Linked DNA regions of Mus musculus: region 1 is linked to region 2. The links are chromatin contacts, called in public promoter capture Hi-C maps. All regions are on one chromosome and are shown on one strand. Each heading gives the region's core, a stretch centred on a gene start, on an enhancer-like site or on the middle of the called end of the contact. The rest is flanking DNA. Distances are from core to core; before and after follow the strand shown.

Evidence for each region. Capture Hi-C pulls out chosen DNA fragments and counts their contacts.
Region 1: a contact with region 2 is called in a promoter capture Hi-C map of adipose tissue. The contact joins the promoter of Upk1b here to the promoter of Poglut1 in region 2. A contact is called at or near these places in 3 of 39 promoter capture datasets (liver and neural stem cells), 10 of 484 Hi-C or Micro-C datasets (B cells, the C3H10T1/2 cell line, CD8 T cells and 7 more), 1 of 115 datasets of contacts at active chromatin or transcription factors (microglia) and 3 of 9 other capture datasets (adipose tissue, liver and pancreatic islet).

What each region holds. Positions count from the first base shown.
Region 1 is chr16:38,795,329-38,802,007 of GRCm38.p6, reverse strand. Upk1b (uroplakin 1B) reads left to right here and starts at 1,805. Exons shown (of 8, transcript NM_178924.4): 1 at 1,805-1,860.
Region 2 is chr16:38,546,839-38,553,686 of GRCm38.p6, reverse strand. Poglut1 (protein O-glucosyltransferase 1) reads left to right here and starts at 3,431. Exons shown (of 11, transcript NM_172380.4): 1 at 3,431-3,604; 2 at 4,254-4,344; 3 at 5,106-5,249. The coding sequence starts at 3,520.

The DNA of each region.
Region 1 (6,679 bases), core at 556-3,055, 250 kb before region 2:
CTCTCTCTCTCTCTCTCTCTCACACACACACACACACACACACACACACACACATACATACATATGCATGCATACATACACACATATCATTATCTGTGTGCCCTCGGAGACCACAAGAGAGCACCAGCTTCCCTGGGGGTGGGGTTACCGGCACCTGTGACCCTGCGAAGTGGGTCCTGGGAGCTGAAGTCAGGTCCTCTGGCAGAACAGCAAGTGCTCCTGAGGCATCTCTCCAGCCCTGGAATCTTTTATGTCTCTCTCCACGCAGCCCTAAGAGAGTATAACGTGCCTGGCACATGGATGGAAACCAGTCTTTGCTTCCTTACCCTTTCCTTGCTCACAGATTGCCAAGGAAGCTCCTTTTGATGACCTATGTTTGGAAAGTCGTAAGCTAGGTGCTGCAAGAATGCGTGTGGACTGCAAACATTATAGCAGTCGCCCAAACCTTACCACCCAAATGGCTTCCTCTTAACATTTGCTGAAAGTTCTTCCTAAAGCTGAAATTCATATCTATTTTTAGAAAAAAAAAATAAAGTTGTATCGACTCAGACAGAATACTTGGTAAGCAGAGCTGTTTTGTTACGTTGTAATTTGCTGCTTTTCGTCTTTAGCTTCTAGAATTGGTCCTGAGGCAACGTGAACTTTCACAAACATTTGTTGAGTAAATGGCCAAACTTATTTTCCTGGAACTGTTTTTATGTGGCTTCGTTTCTAACCATTGTGTAGAATTTTATTGGATGAATTGCCCTGGTCATCCAAGCGGACTCTGGAACACTGAGGGGGAAGAAGGCATGGAGAGGGACATAGGCATCTCACACTGTCCCCTTTCAAACATTGACTGAGTCCCATCGTCAGTCTTGCTCAGGAACTGGACAGCTATGGACATCTGTTCCTCACGGTACCCTCACCTAAAGACATAGGTCACAGAGGCAGCCAGTGCAGAGCTCAGACAGGCCATTCTCTTCAAAGCTGTCAGTGCGTAGCCGAGGCTGTCCCACCTACATCCTGCTCGTGTTTCTATGGTCACGGATCTCAGGGTACTTGCTAATGAGCGCACTGCATGCTAACTCTGTCTCCTGAGTAAGAAGAGCCTTTGGGGAGATAGCACTAATCTATGAGGAGTTCCCAATCTATTGATTAAAGTGCTCAGACCTTTCTAATATTGCTGCCTTTACTACCCCTCAACACCAGACTAAACTAACCATGTGTTGCTATTTTCCCATTAAAAGCAATATTCTTCACGCTGTGTTTACGTGGCTCAGTGGTCCTGAAGGAAGGGACAGAGACAGGAAGGACCTAGTTAGACATAAAAGCATTACTTGATCCTGTCTCTTCATTTGCATTTCTCCATCTGTGTTTCCAACTTTCTTCTCCTTTAGTAGTTGCTGAGATACTCACCTAATGAATATTAGTGACCCCTCGAATATAGCCTGTGGTGTGGTTACAGAAACTCGCCCTGGCCCTGACCCTGCGCAAGTAGAGGAGGGAGCATGAGCTGGTTTCTTTAATAAGCAAAGTCTTAGTGATCCGATCAAGCTAAGGAACAACAGCTAAACACACACACACACACACACACACACACACACACACACACACACACACACACACACACACACACTCAGAGATGTACATTCCAAAGCAGCAGAGATCTGCCCACAGTGCTTCCTGCTCAGCCAGGCAGGTTCAGGCAGCATCAGGCGCGGCCCATGTGAGATGCCTCCTCCCACTCACAGACCACCCTTCCCCGGACCGGAGCGTCAGAGGATACAGTGGGGTAGAAAAGCATCTCAGGCTGGTGCCTGCTGCAGAGTGAGTCTGTGCAGCACCGGAGAAGAAGGCAGAGGAGACCAGGCAGCCGGTGTGAGTACAGAGACTTCTCAGAGCAGCCCACTGGCTCTCTATTCTCCTGCGAGTACGGACAAACAGGGGCTATACACTGTAACTAACATTAGAATCTGTCTCTTTTGTAATTTTGAGATCTTATAACTCTTCTGGAAAATGTTCTTTGGCTAATTATCTGTCCCTTTGCCTGACAACGGTTCCTGTTTTTGTCAGAAATCATTTGATCTGACAAGCCTTCCTTTAAAAGGATCTGTGGGTCAGTTTCTTCACAGGTCTTTTCTGCAAACAGGTCTGTGTAATCAGTATGTGGGCTAGAGTAAGTTAACAAATTAGTTTTATCTAATCAAGGCTACTTTTACAAGACCGATCTTTACTGTTCACTAATGAGTTGATCCATCAGGAGCTGCAGGTTATAAATATGTTTATTCTTATCTTTTTACACAAATTGTTTCGAGTAACACCAGTATTATTGGATATTTGTACTTTTATAATTATGGTTACAAGCCTAAATTTTCATTTCTCAGTAGCTTTAGGCATTTTTAAGGACATTGATGGTTTTTTTAAATTAATTTTAAGGTCTTTATAAAAGTCAAGGCGATGCTTATAGACCATTTCTTGCTGAGCAAAACTGATAAACACAGCAGGAAAAAAGGCAATACACTTCGTGCCTGTGCGTTATTTTCTTTATATAGCTAATACAGATGCTGTGATTTTTCTAGTTCCATGAGGAAGTAGCTCTTCTCTTGATAAATCTTCCCAATGAGTGTAAAACTGCTCTTGTGTTTTGCTGGTTTGCTTTCTCTTATACTAGGCTTAAAAAAAAAAAACTTTCCTGTATTTTCTTTTAACTACCCAAAGGGACTTGTATAAACATTTAGATTGCAAGGGAAGTTAGGCAAGAGGAGTAAACAAAACTTCAAATTTTCTTTTTCTCACTCTTGCGTACATTCCGAACCAGTGTGGATCCGTCCAGCATCTGCTGGACCCTCCTCTGCAATCTGGGCTTGATGGCTCTGCAGGCTGCCCACAGCCTGATGAGCCACTGATGCCTATCTAGGACAGAGCCCACATGGAAGGGGAAGGCCCCTGTTTGTCCTTCTCTTCCATTCCCTCTCCCCTACTCCCTCCCTTCTGTTTTCTTAATCCAAATTTCTCTAGTGTGGGTGAGTTTGAGGTGTGGTTTGTATATTCTTTCATGCAAGAAATCTGAGCAAGGAAAAGAGGTACTGAACTCAAAAATGCAATCGCATGACTGGTAGGTGAGCCTCACCTCTCTTCTGCTTTGAACACTGGTTTGATTAATGAGCAATTGTTTGTCAACTTATTCAGTGTGTCAGGAGATATCAACACCCTGGATATGAATAACTTCATAAGAAAACAATCTTAACGAAGGTACAAGAGAAGAAGAAGAGAGAGAAAGAAATACACTTTTAACCTCTTGAAATCAGCACTTCTAAAAGTAAAGAGCCTCCCAGGGTGTTGAGTGATTGAAATAAGCCACGGAGGGGCTGGGTCACTGGGGAGTTCTTCCATAGGGTGGGGCTCACAAGGGATACTCCTTTGTAAGAAAACACTTAAGGCGAGAGAGACACACACAGTCAGCTGCTGTTAGTGACACAGCTATTTCTGCTCTCTGCTGCTTGACCCTTAATTGTAAGTCATCTCATCCTGCCTATTCCCTTCCCAGTACTGTCAGGTAAAGAAATTTACATATATGAGGAAAGTGGTGCCTGAGAATAAGAGGTGTGTGAGGGTCACAAACCAGCCCCTAACACTGGGTGCTAAATGGAAGGCAAGACAAAACATCTCTGAGAGTCGCCTGTTCAGAGAGAAAGACCTAAGCCCCATGCACTCTCTCTCCTTCTCTCCCTCCCTCCCTCCATCCTTCTATCTCTCCTTCCTTCCATCCCTCTCTTCCTCCTCTCCTTCATCTCTCCTTCCCTCCCTCTCTTTTCCTATTTTAATTTATGTTTTGAAACAGGGTCTCTCAAAATGTAGCCCAGACTGACCTCAAACTCAGAGCTCTCCTCTCTTGGCCCCAGAGTGATGGAGCTACAGACATGTGTCACCATGCCCCAGCCTCTGAGTCTCTAAGTTTGAATTAGGGAGGTTTGTCCTTTTAAGCCCTACTTTCATTTGGGCTCTGTCTCCTTCAGATGGTGCCTTTATTCTCCCTCTGAAGAGCAGTGTGAAGAGAGATCTAGTAAACTCACAACGAGCCATTGCCATTAATGGTTCATGAGACTCATCTGGAGTCCCCTGGATGTTTTTGTATTTTAACCAGAAGCAAGGTAATGACTTTGTATACATGGTGTTTCCTAAATTAGAGGGAAGACAGGGAAAGACTAGGCTGGAGGTGGTGGTAATGGAAGGCTTTCTCCTGTGGCTCTGTATACAGAGGTTCCCGTAACTGTATGATACAAGTCAGATCAATGGCAAAGCCTCTTAATTTTAACACAAATGGAAACAATGTCTTATCTTGAGAAGGAACATTAGGGTCAGCAAGATGGCTCATCAGGTTAAAAACTTGCCTAGTAAGACTTAAGGTTAGTTCCTAATTAGGACCATGGTGGAAGGAGATAAATGACCCCCACAAGCTATCCTCTGACCTCCACAGATAGGCAATAACACAAGCCTGTATTTACACACACACACACACACACACACACACACACACACACACACACACACACACACACCTCACATATTCAGTATACATGTAATAATATTTTTTTTAATTTAAAGATACTAGATACTATTAGTGACAAACTATAAAGCTGGCTTGTGAGTCAGGAAACTTGTACTTGGATTTTAAATCTGTTTAAAGCATTGGTAACCTGGAATAACTCACTACCCCTCTCTGGTCCTCGGCTTCCTTGTCTCTATTAGTGAGGAAATGACTGCAGAGCTCCTAAGTTAACAGCCAAACTTAAGAGTCCACCACACCATGAATGAGCTCAAAATCTGGAACAAAGACCTTTATCCTTCCCTAATTAAATATCTTCTTAGTGATATAAAAACAAGCAAGAGTATAATCATTGACTTCAAGTTGCGACAACCTGAGTGTTTATAGTTTGGTTTTTTAAAATACTATTATTCATCAAAATTGGCTTTCTTTTAAAAATGCACACAATCTGTCCTTTCGTGAGTTCAGAATGACATCACATAAGCATGGGTAAAGAAAAGAACCAGTCTAGGTTGCTTTGACAGAAGTCAATAGGGAAGAAAAGTTAAATATACACAGCCACAAAGTAGGATATAACATTCCTGTTGGCCAAGAACAGAAAGGGGTAGAGAGGAAGAAACCATAATCCCAGACAGGGGCAGTTGGGGATAGGGTTCATTCGGCAGAAATAAGAGGAAAATTCACAAAGGGATGACTAAGAGAAACCAGGAAATACCAGCAGGAGCAGGTAGCCTGAGTGCTGTGTTGAATAGAGCTAAGAAGTTTCCCAGTCTCTCTCCAGTTGACTAGAAGACAGAGAGAGATCTAGCTAATATTACAGAGAGAGAGGGAGAGAGGGAGGGAGGGAGGGAGGGAGGGAGGGAGGGAGGGAGGGAGGGAGGGAGGGAAGGAGGGAGGGAGGGAGGGGGAGGGAGAGAGAGAGAGAGAGAGAGAGGGAGAGAGAGAGAGAGAGAGAGAGAGAGAGAGAGAGAGAGAGAGAGAGAGAGAGAGAGAGAGAGATCATCACAACTCCGGGTGCAGCAGAACTGGACGGGAGGCAATCTAGGTTTGAAGAGACCCATTGGCCTCAGAGACTGCTGAACAAGAGGAGGGATGGGGCAGTGTGACGCAGGAAGACACTTGTGTGTAACAAGACGTCCCTAGGATTCTCCTTCAGATTAAGCCAGTGATTCTAAACCTTCCTAATGCTATGACCCTTCTACACAGTTCCTCCTGTTGTGGTGACTGCCAATCATAAAACTGCTTTTGTTACAACTTCACGATTGTAATTTGGGGGCTGTCATGGATCATAATGTAAGTATTTTTGGAGACAGAGGTTTGCCAAAGAGGTCTCAACACCCCAGGTTGAGAACCATTGAATTAAGGCTTCAGGGAGCCCCGAAATGTTAACGAAATCAGAACTGCATTCAAGACAATGGATCTTAACATCAGATAAATAGCTGGCTAGCCCTTACAGGCTACTTATGATTGTGGACCACTAAGTGCTGATAGACTGAAGCGAAATAATTAAGTAGGTCACTCAGCTCACTTTTGTACTATAAACAAAGTCCTAAGATACACACCAGAATTGTACCTAAATTTTAAGAAAAGTTATAAACAGGAAACATCCAGAGCCACATATTCTGATGGCTATTTTTTTTTCAAATTAGGAAATATCTGCATTCTTTGACTTGGGCATTGATGTGTGTTTTCACAGTAAGTGGAATGTCTTCTGTGTTCCAAAGGATAATTTGAGAGTCTCTGCTTCAGGGGGCTTACTCCAGAAGCACCGGTAGAGTAGGGACAGAAGTTAGTGATGTCATTTGAGTCAGACATTAACAGCTGTCAGAGGGAGTTGGAACAAAGAGGTCAAAGGGTTTGAGAGTCATCAGAAAACCGCACTTTGCTTCTATTGAAATGACAGATATATCCAAATTGGAATATTACTCAAGGTTTTCCTTGACAAGATTCTCCAAAAAATAAAACTTTTAGGATGCACAAGGGTGCATGTATGCGTGCACTGTGTGTGTGTGTGTGTGTGTGTGTGTGTGTGTGTGTGTGTGTGTGTGTGTGTGTGTGTGTGACTCTATTTAGAAAAGGAGCTAGGTCTTAAGGAACTGGATTGCTAGACTGTGTGATTTGAGCTACCAGTATGTCTGACATCTAAGCAGT
Region 2 (6,848 bases), core at 2,182-4,681:
ATAGGTTTGAATATTTGGTCTCCAGTTGGTAGACTGTTTGGGAAAGTTTAGGAGGAAGTGTGTCACTGGAGATGGAAGTTTCAAAAGTCCCTGCTGATTCAAGGTTAGCTCTCCCTTTGTCTTGAGCTCCTGCTTCAAGATGTAATCTCTCACTTACTGCTCCAGTGCCAAGCCTGCCTGCTTGCTACCATACTCCCCACCACGATGGTCATAGACTCACCCTCTGAAACTGTAAGCCCCAACAAACTGTTTCTTCTGTAAGTTGACTTGGACATGGAATTTTAGCACAGCAAGAGAAAAGTAATTAAGATGGGCAGGGACAATCATCTCTCTCCCTCCCTCCCCCTGGAGGATATGAAAGGTCCTGGGGGAATTTAGGGATATGAAAGAGCTATTGTAAGAAAGGAAAAGGGAGCAAGGAACACTGGGCAGGAAGGCTACATGCTGACATCATCTTGACTTCTCTCCCCCACCCCCGCCCCCACCCCCAGGTTAATAGCAACAGAGCTTGGGTACTTCACAGGATTTGGACTGGTTCCTATACTTTTTAAAAATGTTTGTTTTATTTTTGAGATATGGCTTCACTCTGTAGCCTAGAACTCCCAGCAATCTTCCTGCCTCAGCATCCTGAGTGCTGCGATTACAGACGAGAGCCATCATACCCGGCTCTTGTAGTTATTTAAATAGCTACCCTCCTCTCCCTCCTCCTGCTCCTCTCCTTCCTCCTCCCCTCCTTCCTCCTCCCCCTCCTCCTCCTCTCCTTCCTCCTCCCCCCTCCTCCTCTCCTTCCTTCTTCCCCTCCTCTTCCCCCTCCTCTCCGTCCTCCTCCTCTCCTCCATTCTCCCTCTTCCCCTCCTCCCTCCTCCTTCCTCCTCCTCCTCCTCCTCCTCCACCTCCTCCTCCTCCTCCTCCGTGTCTTTATATGCTGCTGGACTGCTGGGATTACAGGCAATTGCCATTATGCCTGGCTGAGATAACTAGCTAGGAGGATGGTTGATGTTTTTTGTTTGTTTGTTTGACACAGGGTTTCTCTGTGTATATCTCTGGCGGTCCTGGAACTTGCTCTGTAGACCAGGCTGGCCTTAAACTCAGAGATCCACCTGCCTCTGGCTCTAGAGAGCTGGGATTAAAGGTATGCTCCATTGCTGCCTGGCATTCAAGGACACTTTTTGCTCCATGACCAAGTGGAGGTTATACTACATGCAGGATCAAAAAACAACAAAAACTGCTACTTTCCTTAGGGTATTAAAACAGAAGTTTTCCTTCTTTTTAAAATCATACTGGCCCAGGTTTCACAGGCTTTTTCTTTTTAAAAAAGATTTATTTAGTCAGGCAGTGGTGGCACATGCCTTTGATCCCAGCACTTGGGAGGCAGAGGCAGGCAGATTTCTGAGTTCAAGGTCAGCCTGGTCTACAGAGTGAGTTCCAGGACAGCCAGGGCTACACAGAGAAACCCTGTCCTAAAAAACCAAGGGGGGGAAAAAAAAGATTTGTTTGGGGCTAGGGAGATGGCTCAGTGGTTAAGAGCACTGGCTGATCTTCCAGAGGTTCTGAGTTCAATTCCCAGCAACCACATGGTGGCTCACAATCATCTGTAATGGGATCTAATGTCCTCTTCTGGTGTGTCTGAAGACAGCAACAGTGTACTCACATAAAATATATCTTTAAAAATTATTTTTATTATTTTTAAACAGTGTGTCTGTGTGTAGGTATGTACACTTGAGGGCAGGTGCTCACTGAGGCCAGAGGCTAGATCCCCAGAGGCTAGGAAACTGGAGTTAAGGGCGGTTGTGAGCTGTGAGACATTGGTATTAAAACTTTCAACTCAACCCCATCTGGGGATCCATCCCATATACAGTCACCAAACCTAGACGATATTGTGGATGCGGGGAAGTGCTTGCTGATGGAAGCCTGATATGGCTGTCTCCTGAGAGGCTCTGACAGAGCCTGACAAATACAGAGGAGGATGCTCGAAGCCAACCATTGGACTGAGCTTGAGGTCCCTGATGGAGGAGTTGGAGAAGGGACTGAAGGAGCTGAGGGGTTTTGCAGCCCTGTAGAGGGAGCAATAGTGTCAACTGGCCAGACACCCTTCCTCCACTGGAGCTCCTGGGGACTGGATGACCAACCAAAGAGTACACATGGAGGGACATATTGGTTCTGGCCGAATATGTCCCTTGTTGGCATCAGTGGGAGGAGAGACCCTTGGGCCTGAGGGTTTTCGATGCCCCAGGGTAGGGGAATGCCAGGGCAGAGGACAGGAGTGGGTGAGTGGGTGGGTAGGTTGGGGAGCACTGTCATAGAGGCCCTGGGAAGGGGGAATAGGATAGGGGGTTTCCGGAGGTGAGGGAAGACCCAGGGGAAAACATTTGAAATGTAAATAAAGAAAATATCCAATAATAATTTTAAAAAAATCAACTCAAGTCCTCTGCAAGATCAGTGTGTGCTCTAAAATACTAAGCCATCTCTCCAGTCCTTTCTGGTCTATTTTTGGATCAGTTGCTGTGAGGCTCCTGGTTTGTTGTTTGCACGTTCGAAGTTCTGAAGTTCAGTTAGTGTTTGGCAAGCTCTGGTACCTACAAACTTTAGAAGCTGAGGCAAGAGGATTATGGGTTGGAGACCAGTCTGAGCTATACTATAACACTCTATCTCAAGGATAAAAGAATGTTTTAAAAAGTTTTACTTATTATTATATCTAAGTACACTACAGCTGTCTTCAGACGCACCAGGTTGTAAGCCACCACGTGGTTGCAGGGATTTGAACTCAACACCTTTGGAAGAGCAGTCAGTGATCTTAACCGCTGAGCCATCTCTCCAGTCCAAGAATAAAAGAATTTAATGATAATGATACATAGCTTTAAAAAACGTCCAATTTGCTTTTTGTTTGTTTGTTTTTTTGAGACAGGGTTTCTCTGTATAGCCTTGGCTGTCCTGGAACTCACTCTGTAGACCAGGCTGGTCTCGAACTCAGATTTCCGCCTGCCTCTGCCTCCCAAGTGCTGGGATTAAAGGCATGCGCCACCACTGCCTGGCATCCAATTTGTTTATTGATAATCTGGTTTGGTATGGTCTTTTGCAGCCTATCACAAACCTCAGTACAAAACAAGGGCTTGTTTAACACGGCCTATTTGTGTTATATTGCTAGAAATTCCTATTATAAATGGACCTGTGCAACCTTTTGGGGACATCCGTTCAATACGATCAATAAATAAGTAGTTTGGTGTTCTGGAGTGACCTAGCCAAGGAATGATTTAACCTAAGCTCTGTGTATAGCTGAAGCACAAAACAAACTACCTCCAACCTTCGGTTTGTCACAGAACTGACCATTATTAAATGTGCCACCCGAATGGGCTTCCTGCTGCCTTATTTCCCATGCCAGGCTCCCGGAGGCCTAGGGGCGGGCTCGGCAGCCATCTTTGTGTAGGGCAGCTCCCACGTGCCGTGGCGTCCGCCGCCATCCTTCTGCTGGGCGGCGCTTCCGCCGGCGTGCGGGTGGGAATCCGCAGTGGTCTGCGGGTGATGGAGCGTCGGGCGGGCTCTCGGCTTAGGGCATGGATGCTGTTACTGCTCCTGTGCCCGGTGCAGGGCCGCCAGAAGGACTCAGGTGGGCTCCGGGCGGGGCCGAGCTTACCGCCGCGGCTCGGGGTCCGCTCGGGTCCCTGGGTGCTCGCTGTGGCCCCCGGCGCGCGGAGGATGCTGTGCGGCTGCAACGCGAGCTGGACAGCGGGCGGGGGCGAGCCTAGGTGTTTGGTGGGCCTCTTCTTCTGGTCCTGGATCCCAGAGAGTAACCCCCATCCTCCAGAATTGGGGATGGTAGGAAGAGAGGGATGTTCCCTGTTTACAGCAGAACGCTGTTCCGTGCTTCCCCAGAGGAGGGTGGGAGGCACTTGCTAGCTATTAGGACAAAACAGATGAGGGAGGATTTGAGTTTGCGTTGATTGTCTCGATGGGGTTCAGTTTGATTAGGTGAGAATCCATGTCGAAGTCCGGTGTCTCCATAACCTACTGAAGGCCAAACATTAATAGCTTGTGACTTTTCCAATTTCTTAGATACCTGATGGCGCAGGTAGAGGAACAGACTTGACTCAAGCCCCGACAAGTTACACAAAGAATCGTTCTTGGCATTTCCACTACTGGGAAAGGAAGGGGATTTCTCCAAGTGTTGGTCTTCTGTTGCTTCTGCCTGGTGCTTGGCAAATACGAATGCCAAGGGCATTTATTCTGTTAACTCTCATTTCCTTCACTTTTTGAAGGCTCAAAATGGAAAGTATTTCTTGACCAAATTAACAGGGCTTTGGAGAATTATGAACCATGTTCAAGTCAAAACTGCAGCTGCTATCACGGGTGAGTTCCTTGGTGTGTCTCTGAGAGCTGGATTCTTGTAGGGACCTTCGCTAAGTCCCTTGAGAGATCTTGATGGCAGTTATTAGTGATCTAAGCATGTCTTGAGACCTTAGATGGCTCTCGTAATGTATGGAAATGCTCTGGGATGGGAGAGGCTCGGTGTTCTCCACATTGCCTCTGTTCCCTATGGTATTTTAGCAACATGTGCTTTCTATTTCTTCTATTTCTCTTGAAAGCTTCTTAGGTCCAGAGTTCATGTCTTGTTATTATTCTCTCTGGTGCTAGTTGTCTGCAACTGCACATGAAAAGGAACGAGCATGTTTATCATCTAATCAGTATTTCCTCTTGGTTTTTATCTTTAAGGTATGCACGTTTGGGCAGGGTTAGTTCAGTACATTGAAAGCAGGCCGACTACCCCTCAGGGCAAGCCACGTAACCCCTCTGATAGTCCATCAGCTAAATAGCAGTCCTAGCTCTTCATTTTTTATTTGATCCCTCAAAGATGCTGATGATACTGAAACTCACTCTGTGCTGAAGTTGAGAAGGGATGTGATTTGCTCCCTGGTGACTGCAGCCTATGCTCCCAAGTTTGATATTTCTCAGTTATCCATGGTGCTCTTGTGGAAGAGTGGCTCGTTCCTATCCCCTGCTCTCCCCCCTGCTTAGTGTATCCTCTAAACAAAACTCTTGGGGATAGATGGGATGGCGTCCTCAACCTCGTGGCCTGCTTTGGCTCGATGTTTTCCATTGTTCTTGCACAGCGTCATAGAAGAGGACCTGACTCCTTTCCGAGGTGGGATCTCCAGGAAGATGATGGCTGAGGTGGTCAGGCGGAAGCTAGGAACCCACTACCAGATCATTAAGAACCGGTTATTCAGGGAAGATGACTGCATGTTTCCCTCCAGGTATCCTCTGGGGTCCTCTAACACTGTTAGTACACGGAGGCTGACTTGATCACACTCCTAGGAACCAGCTACAGGAATTTGTTTTTTTTCTTTTTGGTATGCCAGCCATTTTCTGTAAGCCTAGTGTACATCATTAGCTATGATGGCTTAGGCTCTGTCCCTTCTCTTCTTTGCCTGTTGCCACAAGCTGTGGGGAACAGGCTGATGAAACCTGGCAGGGGGATGTGGGCTCAGGGGGAAGTGAAGCAGAGGGATTTAGGAGTGTCCGTTGTGGGCCAGGCCTGCTTTCATGGCCTCATAGTAATTACTCATTGTACAGATTTCTTCATTTAGTCCTCTAGCAGAATATTTAAATTACTCCTTACAACACCCCTGCAAAATTCAACTAATATGGCCATTGCTGGAGTGAGCATGCTTTAAAAAAAAAAGATTTATTTATTTACTTTATGTATATAAGTACACTGTAGCTGTACAGATGGTTGTGAGCCTTCATGTGGTTGTTGGGAATTGAATTTAGGACCTCTGCTCGCTCCGGTCAACCTCGGTCAACCCCAGTCAACCCCAATCTCTCAGTCACTGCTTGCTCCAGCCCAAAGATTTATTTATTATTATACATAAGTACACTGTAGCTGTCTTTAGATGCACCAGAAGAGGGCATCAGATCTGGTTATAAATGGTTGGGAGTCACTATGTGGTGCTGGGATTGACCGCAGGACCTTCGGAAGAGCAGTCAGTGCTCTTACCCGCTGAGCCATCTCACCAGCCCCCAAATCACAGGAGTGGCTGGGATTTGAACTCACAACCTCTGGGAGAGCAGTCGTCAGCTCTGTAGTGAGCATTCTTATCCATACACCTTAGAATGTGCTGGTCATGTACATTCATGTACACATGTGGGCTAAATTCCCAGAATAACTAGGCTAAGTAATGTCTTTTGGTTTCGTTTCCCATACGTTTAAATGATATTTTAATTAATTAAATTACTGATTTATTTGAGACAGCATTTCATTATGTAGCTTTAGTTGGCTTAGAACTTGCTACTAGACCAGGCTGGCCTTGAACTCAGAGTTCTGTTTACCCCTCCGTAGTGCTAGGATTAAAGGTGTGTGCCACCATGTCTGGCTTCCATGCTCTAAAGTAGACCTCACACCCTCTAACACAGTCCTGTGTATTAGACTTTTAAAATCTTTGCCGATCAGCTTGTTAAACGTTGACTGGTTTCTTTGAGACTTCCTTATTACTAATACAGTTGAGCATGTGATGTTTATGAACCATTGACTTTATTTTGGTAGTTATCATCGTGTATGTAAAACTGTTTTAGCCTGGCACGGTGGCTGTAATCCTGGGTCTTGGGAAAATCTGAGGCCACAGGGTCTATATGCTAAGTTTCAGGCTAGCCATGTTGCCAGAAAATTCTGATCAGTCTGTCAGATGTTCCTCCAGAATGTTGCTAGCTAGGATGTCAAAGAATAGGGCAGAAACAAGCTAAGCATTTTCCCTTTCACTCCTTTATAAACAAATACATAAATACATACATAAGTACATTCTCTGAAGCTTCTTAGGGAGTCTAATCCGAAAGTGGCCCTGTGGTCTTCCTGATTG